Linked DNA regions of Podarcis muralis: region 2 is linked to region 1. A link is a contact called in public Hi-C data. All regions are on one chromosome and are shown on one strand. Each heading gives the region's core, a stretch centred on a gene start, on an enhancer-like site or on the middle of the called end of the contact. The rest is flanking DNA. Distances are from core to core; before and after follow the strand shown. Region 1 holds the start of SIRT6 (sirtuin 6). Region 2 holds the start of RAB8A (RAB8A, member RAS oncogene family).

What was found. Hi-C and Micro-C count contacts between places; a contact is called where the count stands out from the background.
Region 2: a contact with region 1 is called in a Hi-C map of blood, with 2.8 times the contacts expected there. The contact joins the promoter of RAB8A here to the promoter of SIRT6 in region 1. A contact is called at or near these places in 2 of 3 Hi-C or Micro-C datasets (blood and tail).

The regions. Positions count from the first base shown.
Region 1 is chr18:12,934,620-12,942,520 of rPodMur119.hap1.1, forward strand. SIRT6 (sirtuin 6) reads left to right here and starts at 2,054. Exons shown (of 8, transcript XM_028713770.2): 1 at 2,054-2,195; 2 at 4,272-4,399; 3 at 4,541-4,723; 4 at 4,983-5,042; 5 at 6,014-6,109; 6 at 6,621-6,701; 7 at 7,074-7,197. The coding sequence starts at 2,130.
Region 2 is chr18:13,141,172-13,148,150 of rPodMur119.hap1.1, forward strand. RAB8A (RAB8A, member RAS oncogene family) reads right to left here and starts at 1,829. Exons shown (of 8, transcript XM_077921970.1): 1 at 1,669-1,829; 2 at 770-830; 3 at 358-418. The coding sequence starts at 1,792. AP1M1 (adaptor related protein complex 1 subunit mu 1) reads left to right here and starts at 2,156. Exons shown (of 12, transcript XM_028713417.2): 1 at 2,156-2,324; 2 at 3,940-4,096; 3 at 5,011-5,078; 4 at 5,829-5,959; 5 at 6,307-6,454. The coding sequence starts at 2,283.

The DNA of each region.
Region 1 (7,901 bases), core at 804-3,303:
TCCCCTGAAAATAGGGACGTCCTATTCCATCCCCTCCAACGTTTCTCCCGTGAAAATAGGGACGTCCTATTCCATCCCCTCCAACGTTTCTCCCGTGAAAATAGGGACGTCCTATTCCATCCCCTCCAACGAAAAAGGCGTCCTTGGGTAAACCACGGAACTCATTGCCACAAGACGCAACCGTGTCCAACGGCTTCAAATTCCCAGAGAAGGAAAAGACTGTCTTCGATTTTATGTTTCCCCCTCTGCTGTTGGGTGGCAGAAAATGCTTCTGGGTACCAGTTGCTGGAGGAGAGAGTTGGGTGCGAATTTCCCCCTAAAGGCGGACCTCTGCACAGAGAGGATGCTGAGATAGATGGCTCTTTGGCCTGATCCCTCTCCAGGATCCCTTTTTCCTCTCCCATTTCCTTTTGCAAAACTTACGGTAGGTGGTCTCCTGGTGGGGCGGCCCTTTGCCTCAGTTTCCCCCTTCGTACGATGACTTTGCAAGCGCCTTGTGCTCCTTCCACGAAGGCGAGAGACAGGGGGAAAGGGAGGAAAACAAGACCAGAGGGATCTCCTTACAGGAGCCTGGCTGAAAAGGAGTTTCGACATATCAGGGTCCCTTTTCGCAGCAGCTGGATGCCGTCCCCACCAATGAGCGGCGGATCCCGGGGAACGGCCTCTCCTGCCAGCGGAATTGAGTTACCACCTGTAACAGGTAAGGTTACCATCCCAGCCTAAGCAGGAGCTTAGGAGCAGCCTCGTCGCTCCGTTAAAAAGGAATTAAGAGGGGGTCGGGAAGGGGAAACAATTAGGGTTTTTAAAAGGCAGGGTTGTCAGCTTTCAGGTAACACAGGGTTCTGAGACATGAAGGTATTTGAACATCTCTTTTTTTTTGTAACAACATTTTATTAATTTTCCAAACACAAATATAAATAAAACAATGCAAATTGACACCCCTCTAGTCCCTTCCATGGCTCTATTATTTATTGACATAGTGCACGTCCATTATTAAATTTAAAACCTATTTTAAAAATCTATTTAAAATGTGATTTTATTAAGCTGTGTTATTTTTACTGTTGTTAGCCGCTCTGAGCCCGCCTCCGGCTAGGGAGGGCGGGATATAAATAAAATTTTATTATCATTATTATCCATCCATAACAAAATTACAAGCAATCTTAAAACCCTGCGAATGTATTGACCTGTGTACAATGCTTCTGTGTATATATGCAATTGACATCTTCCATTGCATCTTTGCTGCCTGTTACTTAATTCTGATTCATGTTTACGGCGACTAATTCTGCTTTTTAATTGCGGGGATTATAACGATGGATCAATTAATAACACTACATAATACGATTTAGCAATCAATGACATGCATCATGCTGTTGATTCAAAAACAAAAGTCACCCACGTGGCATGTAAAACAGAAGCGAACATGTTGCAGAATTCAAATGTAAGATAAAATATATGCAAAGGGACTTGACAGGAAGTCATAGATGAAGAAAAGATTTTGGAAGATAAAAGGGGGTGAAATATTAACTTTCATTATTATCATTTTCTGTGGGTGTGTGGGTGTCCGCACATATGTGTGTTGTTGTATGCAATGTTTCGGAGGAAATAAGACGGTAAATAACAAATAACAAACTAAATATTGATGTATGTAATTTTTATTTCTTAATTATATTTAGTGGTAGTACGGCTGTATTGTTTTTTGTAACATAAAATCATTCAATAAAAATTATTTATTAATTTATAAAATTTATTAATTTTTTTTTAAAAAAAGAGCATGTTGCAGAATTTAAAAAAAAAACCACCCAAAATATATCTCACAACGTAACAGAATAAATAGCATTTGGACAGCTCTGCAAGAAACAAACGGTGCAGCTACGATGCCGCCCGCTAGATGGCGCCGGCGCTAAACCAGGAAGCGGCTCCATCTGCCAGGAACCAAGATGGCGCCGCCGGCCTCCTCCTCCCGAAACGAGCATGGAGACGACGACTCGGATAAAATCGCGCGTGCGCAGAAGGAGGCTTTCTGTCCGGCTCCTTTTCGGCAACGCCCCTTCCGGCGCCGTCGTTACCGGAAGCTCCTCAACAAGCGGCGGCGAAACTTTATTGGCAGAGGGGAAGGGGGAACAGTCGGGATGTCGGCGAACTACGCGGCGGGGCTGTCGCCGTACTCGGACAAGGGCAAGTGCGGCCTCCCGGAGGTGAGCGGAGGGGGGACGGGGTGGGTGGGGAAGGGTTGCCATGGATACCGAGACTCCCCCCTCCCTCCCCCATTGGACTCTGCGCGGGGGGGGAGGGGCGAGGAGGGCGCCTGAGGGGGAAAAAGGCCCGGGAAGGACCCGGATGTGGAGGCCGAGGGGGGGGAAGACCCGGATGTGGAGGATGGAACGCGAAGGACCCGGATGTTGGGGATTCCCTCCCCCTCCCCCTCCCGCCTCCTGGTTTTAATGTTATGTTTCCTTCGCTCAGCTCACAGTTTTTATTATTTTATTATTTTATTTATTTATTTATTTATATTTTATTATTTTATTTATTTATTTATTTTTATTATTTTTATTTTATTTATTTTATTTTTATTTATTTATTTTATTTTATTTATATTTATTATTTTATTCATTTATATTTCCAGTCTGTTTTGCTTTACTGTGTTTCATTTCATAAGTCATTCATTCATTCATTCATTTCATTCATTCTTTTTGTTTTTAATTTCCATGTATTTTATTTTTATTTCCGTCCGTTCCTTTGTTTCCTTTCGTTCTTTTTGTTTTCACTCCCGTTTGTTTCGTTTCATTTTTATTTCCGTTTGTTTTATTTTTATTAAATTCACTCGTTTCGTTCCATTTATCTTTTTTTTGTTTTGTTTTTTTGGTTTCCATTTATTTATTTATTTATTTTTGGATACATTCAGAAAAGAACAGCATGGAACAGCTTATTGAGGAAAAATACATTTTAGTAAAGATACATTGTTAAAGTCAATGAATAAGATACAGCAAAAATGATACGTTTAGGTACAGCAGTAAATGATACATTCTCCAAGGCACAGTTTACATTATTGTAGGGTATTAAGGCAGAATACTATATATCTGATATTGGTAGAGTCATTTTCCTTTATTCCCCTCTCTGACCCTGACTTGCCGATCAGAAGGTCGGCGGTTCAAATCCCTGCGACTGGGTGATCTCCCGTTGCTCGGTCCCTGCTCCTGCCCACCTAGCAGTATGAAAGCGCCTCAAAGTGCAAGTAGATCAATAGGTACCACTCCGTCGGGAAGGTAAACGGCGTTTCCGTGCGCTGCTCTGGTTCGCCAGAAGCGGTTTAGTCATGCTGGGCACATGACCCGGAAGCTGTACGCCGGCTCCCTCGGCCAGTAAAGCGAGATGAACGCCGCAACCCCAGAGTCAGCCACGACTGGACCTAATGGTCAGGGGTCCCTTTACCCTGCCCATGTGGCTGGGTATGGCCAGCCACCCTGGGCACCTCCCAACAGAATATTAAAATACAGTGGTGCCCTGCAAGACGAATGCCTCACAGGACGAAAAACTCGCTAGACGAAAGGGTTTTCCCTATGGGCTTGCTTCGCAAGACGAAATGTCTTGCGAGTTCTTGTGAGGTTTTTTCCTTTTTCTTAAAGCCGCTAAGCCGCTAATAGCCGTGCTTCGCAAGACGAAGAGATTCGCGGAACGGATTAATTTCGTCTTGCGAGGCACCACTGTACAGTAGTCTATTTAACATTAAAAGCTTCTCTAAACAGGGCTGCCTTCCGATGTCTTCCAAATGTCTTGTAGTTAATTATTTCCTTGACATCTGGTGGGAGGGCATTCCACAGGACGGGTGCCACCACCGAGAAGGCCCTCTGCCTGGTTCCCTGTAACCTCACTTCTCACAGGGAGGGAACTGCCAGAAGGCCCTCTGGAGATGGACCTCGGTGTCCAGGGTGGAGATGCTCCTTCAGGGATACAGGGCCCTTTAGGGCTTTCAAGGTCAACACCAACACTTTGAATTGTGTTTGGAAATGTCCTGGGAGCCAATGCAGGTCTTTCAGGTCTGGTGTTATATGGTCTCCGCTCCCTGTCCCCAGTCTGGCTGCCGCATTCTGGATTAGTTGCAGTTTCCGGGTCACCTTCAAAGGTAGCCCCACGTAGAGTCCCTGATGGGGAAAAGGCAGGTTATATAAATTAACAGAGGAGAATAATTGCAACTTTCCCAGCTGACCTATCCTGCGCTTCCTCTGTTTTCTTCTCTCCCCCCCCCCCACCCACCCACGCAACCTCCCCTTCAGTTTTTTGACCCTCCAGACGAGCTGGACAGGAAAGTAGCCCAGCTGGCCCTCTTGATCCGGGAGGCTTCCAACGTGGTTTTCCACACCGGAGCTGGCATCAGCACGTCTTCGGGAATCCCAGACTTCAGGTGAGCGGAGCGACAGTTATTTGGGACCTGGGAACCCCTTACACCCCCCTCCAAGGCCGCTGATTTGTTATGGGTCACCCAGAAAGATGCTGGGTAGCACCCCTTCCGTCCGGTAAGGATTTGCCCCTCTGTTCCCTGCAGAGGCCCCAATGGCGTCTGGACCATGGAGGAGCGGGGTCTGTCCCCGAAGTTCGACACCACTTTTGAGAACGCGCGGCCGTCCACGACCCACATGGCCCTCTTGGAGCTGCAGAGAGCCGGCGTCCTGCGGTTCCTGGTCAGCCAGAACGTGGACGGTCTCCACGTACGCTCGGGATTCCCCAGGTAAGGGGACGCTTCCCGTGGCAGTGTGAAGAAAACGCTTTCATTAAGCTCTGGGACAGCTCAGGGGGCAGAGCGTGAGACTGCCGATCTCTGGGTCGCGGGTCCAAGCTCTCTGTCATGCACCCAGCTCCACGATTCCGCGATTCCATGCACATTTAAAAAAGCAAAGCCTCTGGTCTGATCTCGGATCCTTTTACAGCATCAAGCTGTCAATCCACCTGTCAAAGTTCCCCCTCTCTTTTCTCCTCCTCTTCCGCAGGGACAAACTGGCGGAGTTGCACGGGAACATGTTTGTGGAGGAATGCATGAAATGCGGAAAGTAGGTACCCTCTCCGGCGATGTGGGTACCTTGGCTTCCTGTGGGTGGTGGCGGCGGTGGCAGGGAGATTCCTCCGCCTGGTTCCAGCTGCCTCCATTGCAAAATTAAATGCGAGGATGTGGTGCAGCAGGGAAAGGGGGAATTGAAACGTCTGAGGTCAGGTGGAGGGGAGGAAAGACCACAATATTTGGGGCCTTAATGCAGCAATGGGGAACCTTTTTGCCGCTGCCCAAGACGCTTCTGAACCACAACTCCCACCATCCCCAGCCGTTGATTGTGCTTCCATGCAGGGGGCCTGGTGGGTGTTGTAGTTTGGCGGTGCCTGGAAGGCCGCATCTGGTAGCCAAAAGGCAGCTGTCGCCAGCCCAGATGTTTTGGGAACTGGTAGGACAGTTGCCGAGGGACGCAGGTGGCGCTGTGGGTTAAACCACAGAGCGTAGGACTTGCCAATCAGAAGGTCGGCGGTTCGAATCCCCGCAATGACGGGGTGAGCTCCTGTTGCTCGGCCCCTGGTCTTGCCCACCTAGCAGTTCAAAAGCACACCAGTGCAAGTAGATAAATAGGTACCACTCTGGCGGGAAGGGAAATGGTGTTTCCGTGCGCTGCTCTGGTTTGCCAGAAGCGGCTTAGTCCTGCTGGCCACATGACCCGGAAGCTGTACGCCGGCTCCCTCGGCCAGTAAAGCGAGATGAGCGCCACAACCCCAGAATCGTCCGCAACTGGAACTAATGGTCAGGGGTCCCTTTACCTTTTTAGGACAGTTCCCATCCCAAACAGCTGGCCTGGGAAGGTGGGTGGGTGGGTCAGGGAGGAAAACCCCCAAACTGGAATGGACCTTTGCTGCAAGGTCTGAATCGCAGGGGCAAGCGGTGGGTCGAAGAGGGCAGGGATTCCTCTCCTCATGGCATGACTCTGCTCCCCGCTTGCTCCCAGGAAACCTCCACTCCTCCCTCTGTGTGTTTGTCTTTAAGGCAGTATGTGAGGGACGCCGTGGTGGGCACCATGGGCCTGAAGCCCACCGGCCGGCTGTGCGACGTCTCCAAGCGCAGAGGCCTTCGGTCCTGCAGGTACGTGGCGGGGGAAGGTTAGGGCTAGTAATTGTGTGTCGTATTTTGATAGCTGCCGCACAAAATTTTGACCACCTTGCGAGTTGTACCATGGGGTGGTTCTCTAGTGGCAAGAAACTCTTCAGAACTTGCCGTGCACGTCTGGGGTATCGCACTTAACCGAATAGAATTAAGCATTTCAAATGAAACCCACAAGGGTGTGTTTCTTGTCTTCGTTTATCCATCTAGACGTGCTTCTGCAAAATGGGCACAGAAGGGTGTGAAAGCACACCTATAGATAAACATTGCCTTCAAAGTGTACCCATTCTCTTTTCCATCTATTTTCTTTCATTCTGCAAAACATTCCAAATATCTTCCGCCCGCCTGCACATCAGTTGCATCCACTCTGCTCTCTTTTTTATTTTTGGGGTTCCAAGTCCCCCCCCCCCCCCCCGTCCCACAATGCCTGGGCTCCTACATGCAGCTGCTGCTCCTAAGCGCCCAATCTTTCCCTTTTCCTTTTCCTCAAAAGAGGGAAGCTAATGGACACCATCTTGGACTGGGAAGATTCCCTGCCTGACCGGGACCTCCATCTGGCAAGTGAAGCGTGCAGGTAAGGGTCTTCCCCTTGAAGGTGTTTTTGGGTCAGGTCGGAGGCCTCATCTAGCTCTCATCCTCCTGGAGAGTCAAGGAAGAATTCTAGCATTAGACAACTGTTTCTTCCTGTAGGAGGTTGCCTTCTAGATTCCCTACGGTTGGCCAGCTTTGGCAAACGGTGACGGGCATCTTAGTTGTGGCTTAGAAAATGCTTATAATAATAATAATTTATCATTTATACCCCGCCCATCTGGCTGAGTTTCCCCAGCCACTCTGGGCGGCTTCCAATCAAGTGTTAAAAACAATACTTGCAGCTTCCCCTGCCCTTCCAGGTAAGGAATGCTAGCTGGCATTAGCTTCCTCTTTTGTTTTATTTTGTCCCCTGCAGAAGCGCCGATCTGTCCATCACTCTGGGGACGTCCCTGCAAATCAAGCCCAGCGGAGACCTTCCTCTGTTGACCAAGAAGAAGGGAGGGAAACTGGTGATTGTGAATCTGCAGCCAACAAAGCACGTGAGTTCAATTCGGGCCTCACCAGCAGCTCAGGATCCGCAGCCAGTCTTAGAAACTCAAATAGTTTGCCAAACTCAAATAGGTGCCAAATGTCTCCTTAAACCAACGTTGTGGTCGGCGAAACAGAATGTCTAGTTGTCACGATTTAAATCTCGAATTTGGTTGTTGTTTTGTTGTTGTTGTTTAGTCGTTTAGTCGTGTCCAACTCTTCGTGACCCCCTGGACCAGAGCATGCCAGGCCCTCCTGTCTTCCACTGCCTCCCACAGTTTGGTCAAACTCATGCTGGTAACCTCGAAAACACTATCCAACCATCTCGTCCTCTGTCATCCCCTTCTCCTTGCGCCCTCCATCTTTCCCAGCATCAGTGTCTTTTCCAGGGAGTCTTCTCTTCTCATGAGGTGGCCAAAGTACTGGAGCCTCAGCTTCAGGATCTGTCCTTCCAGTGAACACTCAGGGCTGATTTCCTTAAGAATGGATGCGTTTGATCTTCTTGCAGTCCATGGGACTCTCAAGAGTCTTCTCCAGCACCATAATTCAAAAGCATCAATTCTTCGGCGATCAGCCTTCTTGATGGTCCAGCTCTCACTTCCATACAACACTAATTTGGTTATCCCGATTTAAATCACTAGTCAGTAAGACTTGATTTAAATCTTCTTCTTTTTTACAGAAAGACTCAGCCTTGCTGGTATCATCTTAATATTTA
Region 2 (6,979 bases), core at 579-3,078, 210 kb after region 1:
ACCAGCACCGAGTCAAAGGGAGAAGGAGCGTCTCCACCCCCATCGTTCAGCCCGGACATTGAGATCCAACGCCGAGGGCCTTCTGACGGTTCCCTCATTGCGAGAAGTGAGGTTACAGGGAACCAGACAGAGGGCCTTCTCAGTAGTGGTGCCCACCCTGTGGAACATGTGAAGGAAATAAGCAGGTATCCTATCTTTAAAAGACATCTGTAGGCAGCCCTGTTTAGAGAAGTTTTTAATATTTAAAGCTGTATTGTTTTTAATACTTGATTGGGAGCCGCCCAGAGTGGCTGGGGAAACCCAGCCAGATGGGCGGGGTATAAATAATAAATTATTATTATTATTATTATTACCCACCATGGCTCCTCTGTAGTAAGCCGTCGTGATTGTCCGGAAGCGTTCCTGCCCAGCAGTGTCCCTGGAGGAAAGGCACAAGAAGAGAAATGACGACAACAGCCAGGCAGGGCCTCCGCTGCCTTGCCCTCAAGTTACGCTGGCCGAGAAGCTCTAGCGTGGGGTAAAAGGCCCGCCGTGCCGGGAGAAGGCCCAGGAGGTTAGTGTGCTGCTGCGCCATTTTGGGATGTTCTGCGTTCTTCCCGCCGTGGCAGCAACATAAGCTGTGCCACTGCTCTGCCATCACAGTGGCCTTGTCAGGGATCATCTGTAGGGCTGCCACCCATGTCAGGGTGGCAGCCCCTTCCTCGTAGGAGTCTCAGGAACACGCACCCCCCCAACAAACTGGAAAGGATAATTTCCTGGGCTGCCTTACCAGATCTGCAGCTTAATCTTCTTGCCATCAAGCTCAATCGTCCTGATCTTGAAATCGATTCCTGCACAGAGAAGACCACCCGCCAGTTAACAGGTGGCACTTGACAGCTGACAATTATTAAAAAGGTAAAGGGAACCCTGACCATTAGGTCCAGTCGTGGCTGACTCTGGGGTTGCGGCGCTCATCTCGCTTTATTGGCCGAGGGAGCCGGTGTACAGCTTCTGGGTCATGTGGCCAGCAGGACTAAGCCGCTACTGGCGAACCAGAGCAGAAACGCCATTTGCCTTCCCGCCGGAGCGGGACCTATTTAGCTACTTGCACTTTGACGTGCTTTCGAACTGCTAGGTGGGCAGGAGCAGGGACCGAGCAACGGGAGCTCACCCCGTCATGGCGGGGATTCGAACTGCCAACCTTCTGATCGGCAAGTCCTAGGCTCTGTGGTTTAACCCACAGCGCCACATATTAAGCTCTCCGTCTCCTTTTTTGCTGCCCCCTGGAACTCCGTTTATTTTCCTCCCGTCTTTCCCCACAAGGCTGCCCCCCCCCCGCACTTTGCATGCCAGCCCCAGAGGTGTTTCCCGCACCGTCAGCTGCATTATTATTGTTATTATTATTATTATTATTATTATGGGGTGTCAGCTGCATTATTATTCTTTTGGGGGGTGTCAGCTACAGGCTATGATTATTGTTATTATTAGGGGGTGTCAGTTGCAGGCTATTATTATTATCTTGGGGGGATGTCAGGTGCATTATAATTCTTTTGGGGGGCGTCAGCTGGAGCCTTCCCCCCCCTTCCGGGTCCTCCCACCAACCCCGCGAGGTCGGCCTGCCATCTCGGGGGGGGGGAGGGGGCGCTCCGCGGTTGCCATGGCGACGGAGAGGGGCGGGGGCCGGCGCACCGATGGTGGAGATGAAGGTGGCGTTGAAGGCGTCCTCGCTGAAGCGGAAGAGCGCGCACGTCTTCCCCACCCCGGAGTCGCCGATCAGCAGCAGCTTGAAGAGGTAGTCGTAGGTCTTCGCCATGTTCCTCAGGCCGGGAAGCGGCGGCCGCGGGTGGCGATAGGCCCGCGGGGCTGCCCGTCCGCGGGGCGGGGAGGCTCCCATTGGAGGAGGCCGGCGGAACTCCCGCCTCCGGCCGAGGCCCGGCGATCCCATTGGTGCCACGTCAGCAACCTCCGTTGGAGGCGACGTCATGACGCGTGCGCTGCGAAAGAGGGAGAGCGCCGCTCTAGCCTCTACGTCACGACGAGCGCGACGAAAAAGAGAGAGGGACGCTCTAAGTCCACGTCATGATGCGCGCGCCGAAAGAGCAAGAGGGAGAGCGCCGCTGTAATAGCTACGTCACGACCCGCGCGCCGGAAGAGAGCGCCGCTCTAGCCCGCGCGCGTCGTTGGTGCGGCCTCTCCGGCTCCGAAGCGGGGAAGCGGCGCCTGGGAGCTCGCCGAGGCCGCTGCTGCTGCCGCCCGGGAGGGGTCGCCTGTGGGCCTCCCCGCCCCCCTCCGAGCGCCTCGCCATGTCCGCCAGCGCCGTCTACGTGCTGGACCTCAAAGGGAAGGTGAGCCTCCCTGGGCAGGAGCAGTCTACCCGCCTCCGCCTGACAGGAAAAAGCGGGGGGGGGAGGGGCCGGGGAGGGGGTTCCTTCAGTGGGGGGGGTGTCCAGTGGGACTCCCCCCCCCCCCAAGGGATGAGCAGAGGAAAAGGGAATTATAATAATAATTTATTATCTATACCCCGCCCATCTGGCTGGGTTTCCTCAGGCTTCCAACAAAACACTAAAATACAATAGCCTATTAAACATTAAAAGCTTCCCTAAACTGGGCTGCCTTCAGACTCTAAAAGTTTGGTACAGTGCTACCTCGGGTTACAGATGCTTCAGGTTACACAGGCTTCAGGTTACAGACTCCGCTAACCCAGAAATAGTACCTCAGGTTCAGAACTTTGCTTCAGGATGAGAATAGAAATTGTGCTCCGGCGGCGCGGCAGCAGCAGGAGGCCCCATTAGCTAAAGTGGTGCTTCAGGTTAAGGACAGTTTCAGGATAAGAACGGACCTCCGGAACGAATTAAGTACTTAACCCGAGGTACCACTGTAGTTGTTTTTCTCTTTGACATCTGCTGGGAGGGCGTTCCACAGGGTGGGTGCCACCACGGAGAAGGCCCTCTGCCTGGTTCCCTGTAACCTCACTTCTTGCAGGGAGGGAACCACCAGAAGGCCCTCGGCGCTGGATCTCAGTATCAGGGCTGGACGATGGGGGTGGAGACGCTCCTTCAGGGATACTGGACCGAGGAATGGAGCCTCTCTAGCCAAAAGCAGCCCACCTGTCCAGGACTCGGAAGGCAGCCCTGTCACGTCTGAAAGGCTTGATGTTTGGTTACCTTTTTTATATACATAAGCCACCCAGAGTGACAGATGACAGATGGGCGGGTTGAAATAATAAAATTAGGATGATACGGGGTCGGAAGCTGCACCAGGGTGGCTGGGGTATAAATAATAATAAAATAATATCAGTATTATTATATCAGTATTTGTTTAGGGAAGCTCTTCATGTTTAATAGTGTTTTATTGGAAGCCGCCCAGAGTGGCTGGGGAAACTCAGCCATATGGGCAGGAAACAAATAAATATAAACAACAAATTAATAAATAATAAATAAGAAGAAGAAGAAGAAGAAGAAGAAGAAGAAGAGACCAGGGAGTTAGCTGGATGGGGTCCCAATGCTAGTATGGATACTAATACTAATTATTACGGTATTTTTATTATTGACAACCAGAGAGTCATCCAGCTGGGGTACAAATACTAATACTAATTATTATTATTATTATTATTATTATTATTATTAGAGACCAGGGAGCTAGCTGGGTGGGGAGCTGATCTGCACCTCCCCTCCCAGAGGAAGGCCCTGCCTGTCACTGGGCAGGGACTGCCTTTTTTTGCAAAAAGAGCAACGCAGCCTGCAGATTTCTGGCCCTGTCTCCTTCCGAAAGCAGGAAGCCAGTGGTTTCCTTCTGGGCCTCGGATGTAGGTGCGGTGGTGGTGCTTCTGCAGGGGACGGTTCCTGGGTGTGACCGAACAGTGGCAACGTCATGGTTTAGACTTCCGTTTCAGCTGCTAAAGATTCTCTCTTTTTCTCTCTCTCTGCCCCAAACCACCCCACACGCTCCTGCCGCTTCCAGGTCCTCATCTGCAGAAATTACCGCGGAGATGTGGACATGTCGGAAGTCGAGCATTTCATGCCGATCCTCATGGAGAAGGAAGAGGAAGGGACTCTGTCTCCCATCCTGGCCCACGGAGGCGTCCGATTTATGTGGATCAAACACAACAACTTATATTGTATCCTTTGCCAAAGCAAAGCTTGCCTTTCCAAGTTCTTCTGTTTGGAGGGCTGCTTCACGATACAAGGCAGATGGTTGCTATGAAGAAGGTGGGCAGCCCCCACCTTCCCCAAATCCCCTTTTTATAAGAATTCCAAGGTCCCAAATATAAAATACCGTATTTATCCATGTAGAACACCCCCCCCTACTTGTAGTTACTTGTATATTTTGTGAGATGTGTTGTACAATATATACATCATTTTGAAGTGGCTTGTTTGTATATTTTGAATGACATCATAACCGATTATATACAGTGGTGCCTCGCAAGATGAAATTAATCCGTTCCGTGAGTCTCTTCGTCTTGCGGTTTTTTCGTCTTGCGAAGCACGGCTATTAGCGGCTTAGCGGCTATTAGTGGCTTAGCGGCTATTAACGGCTTAGCGGCTTTAAGAAAAAGGAAACAAACTCGCAAGAACTCGCAAGACGTTTCGTCTTGCGAAGCAAGCCCATAGGGAAATTCGTCTTGCGGAACGACTCAAAAAACAGAAAACCCTTTCGTCTAGCGAGTTTTTCGTCTTGCGAGGCATTCGTCTTGCGGGGCACCACTGTATTCACTAACAGTTATTCGCCAGCGTGTTCCATTTGCATGTTTGTAGATTGTTACCTTTTGCAACACAGGGGCTTGTGTTCATTTAAACCTAGCCAGTGCCAGGAAAAGGTCTGCTGTGCTTCATCCCTGGTAGATTTCACATGGTTAAATTTAGCATTATTATCCGCCTTGTGGCGATTGGTCAACAGGGAGGGAAGTTTGCAAAGCGGAGCGAATAAAATGTAAAAGAAATACAGAGAACCGTCAACTTGAAAACCTGCAAATGTGTTTGTTGATGCCCCCCCTTTTAAGCGACAAACTCCTCAACACAGCCCCCCTCCCAGTGGTTGCCACTTCTAAGAAGAACGCCTGCGTCTCTCTGGTGTTTTCCTTCCTCTACAAGGTCGTTCAGGTAAGTGTGGCAATTACTGTGTTCCTGCAGATTGAATCAGAGATGTTGAGGCCCTGAGGGTTTTCCCGCATGTGGATTTTGTCATTCCCTTGTGCAAAGGAGCCTAATACAGTGGTCTCTTGGTTCTCAAACGCCTTGGAACCCAAACACTGCAAACCCGGAAGTAGCTGTTGCGGTTGGCGACCTTTCGGAAGCCGAATGTGCTCCGATTTGAATGCCACACTTCCATTTTGAGTATTACGCTGAGGTCTGTCTTGTTTTGCTATTTATTTTGCGTTTTTGTGGCTCTTTTTGTTTTGTTTTTGTGATTGTGTGGAACCCAGTTCAGCTACTGATTGATTGTGTGACTGCAGTAAGTCATTTATTGCTTTCATTTTATGGATCAGTGGTCTCGTTAGATAGCAGAATTCATGTTAAATGGCTGTTTTAGGGGTTGTTTTTAAAAGTCCGGAACAGATTGATCCGTTTTGCATGACTTTCTATGGGAAAGCGCCCCTTGGTTTCGGAACGCTTTGGTTTTGGAATGGACTTCCACAACGGATTAAGTTTGAGAACCAAGGTATCACTGTACAGCATTGAGTCAACAGCGATGGAGAAATCTGGGAATGGTTGACGAATGCATTCCCCGCCTTTCCAGCATTAGCAGTTTCAAAGGTTGTGAACAACCTTTTTTTTATTTGAGGAGACCTGCTACCTGCCACTTTAACCTTTGGTCCTGGGTGACCTCGTGCTCTTTCCTGACCGTTTCAGGTGTTTTCCGAGTATTTCAAAGAGCTGGAGGAAGAGAGCATCCGAGACAACTTTGTGATCATTTACGAACTCTTAGACGAGCTGATGGATTTTGGATACCCACAGACCACGGACAGCAAGATTTTACAAGAGTAAGTGTCTGGTTTGAATCTCCGAGAGAAGCAGCCGGAGACTCAAAATTGGCTGCTGAAATCTTGGCAGGAGAGGAGAGAGTTGCTACCGACGGGTGGCGGGCCTTTTCTGCGGTGGCTCCCCGCTTGCAAATGTCTGAGCTCAAGAGCAGCTGCTGTGTAGGCTGAGTCTAGAGACACAAGTTGGGGTTTGGGGGAGAAGAGATCGGTGGTGTGTCCCTCTGTCTGCCCTTTGTTATAACCTCTTTGTTATTTTCCGGCCAGCTGGGGAATCATTTTAAACATGTCTCTGGGGCGGAAAGGTGCAGAGCGTTGCGTTTTGACTTCCTGCCTGTGTTTTCGGAAAGGTACATAACCCAAGAAGGTCACAAGCTGGAGACGGGAGCGCCGCGCCCTCCGGCCACCGTTACCAACGCCGTGTCTTGGCGTTCGGAAGGGATCAAGTACCGGAAAAACGAGGTCTTCCTGGACGTCATTGAATCGGTGAACCTCCTTGTGAGTATGCCTTTCTGCTTATGAGCTTTCGGAGGAAGGTCCCTTACGCTTGTAGGGTGTGGACCCATTGCACTGGGGGCGGCGTTATAAGATCCCTGCCCCCGGGAGGACGTGCACACCCCACGGCCTGCACAAAGATGACCAGAGAAGGAGAACCCCCTTCCCTCAGCTCCATCGCCAAATCTCCCTTCCTTCTAAGAACAGTGTTCGAAATTAGGCACCTTCACTATCGTCTGCTTGACGACCAAGAGAAGATGCCTGCGATCTGGACTGTTCTCACATGCTTAACACCCTGTAGAATTCTGTCCACTATATTTTATCTGCGCAGCCGGGATCAATTTTGGGAACTGAAATGCTTTTCCTGTGCAGCCTGAGCTTGCAAGTTTGATAATGTCAGCCGTGAGATGGTTGAAGGACGAGGAAACCCTCTGATTCAGTGACCTGGAAGCTGCCCACTTGACCTCTGCGTCTCGGGGTGGGGTGGGAGCTGGAGAACTTCCTTGCGTTTGTTCTTGCCTCCTCACA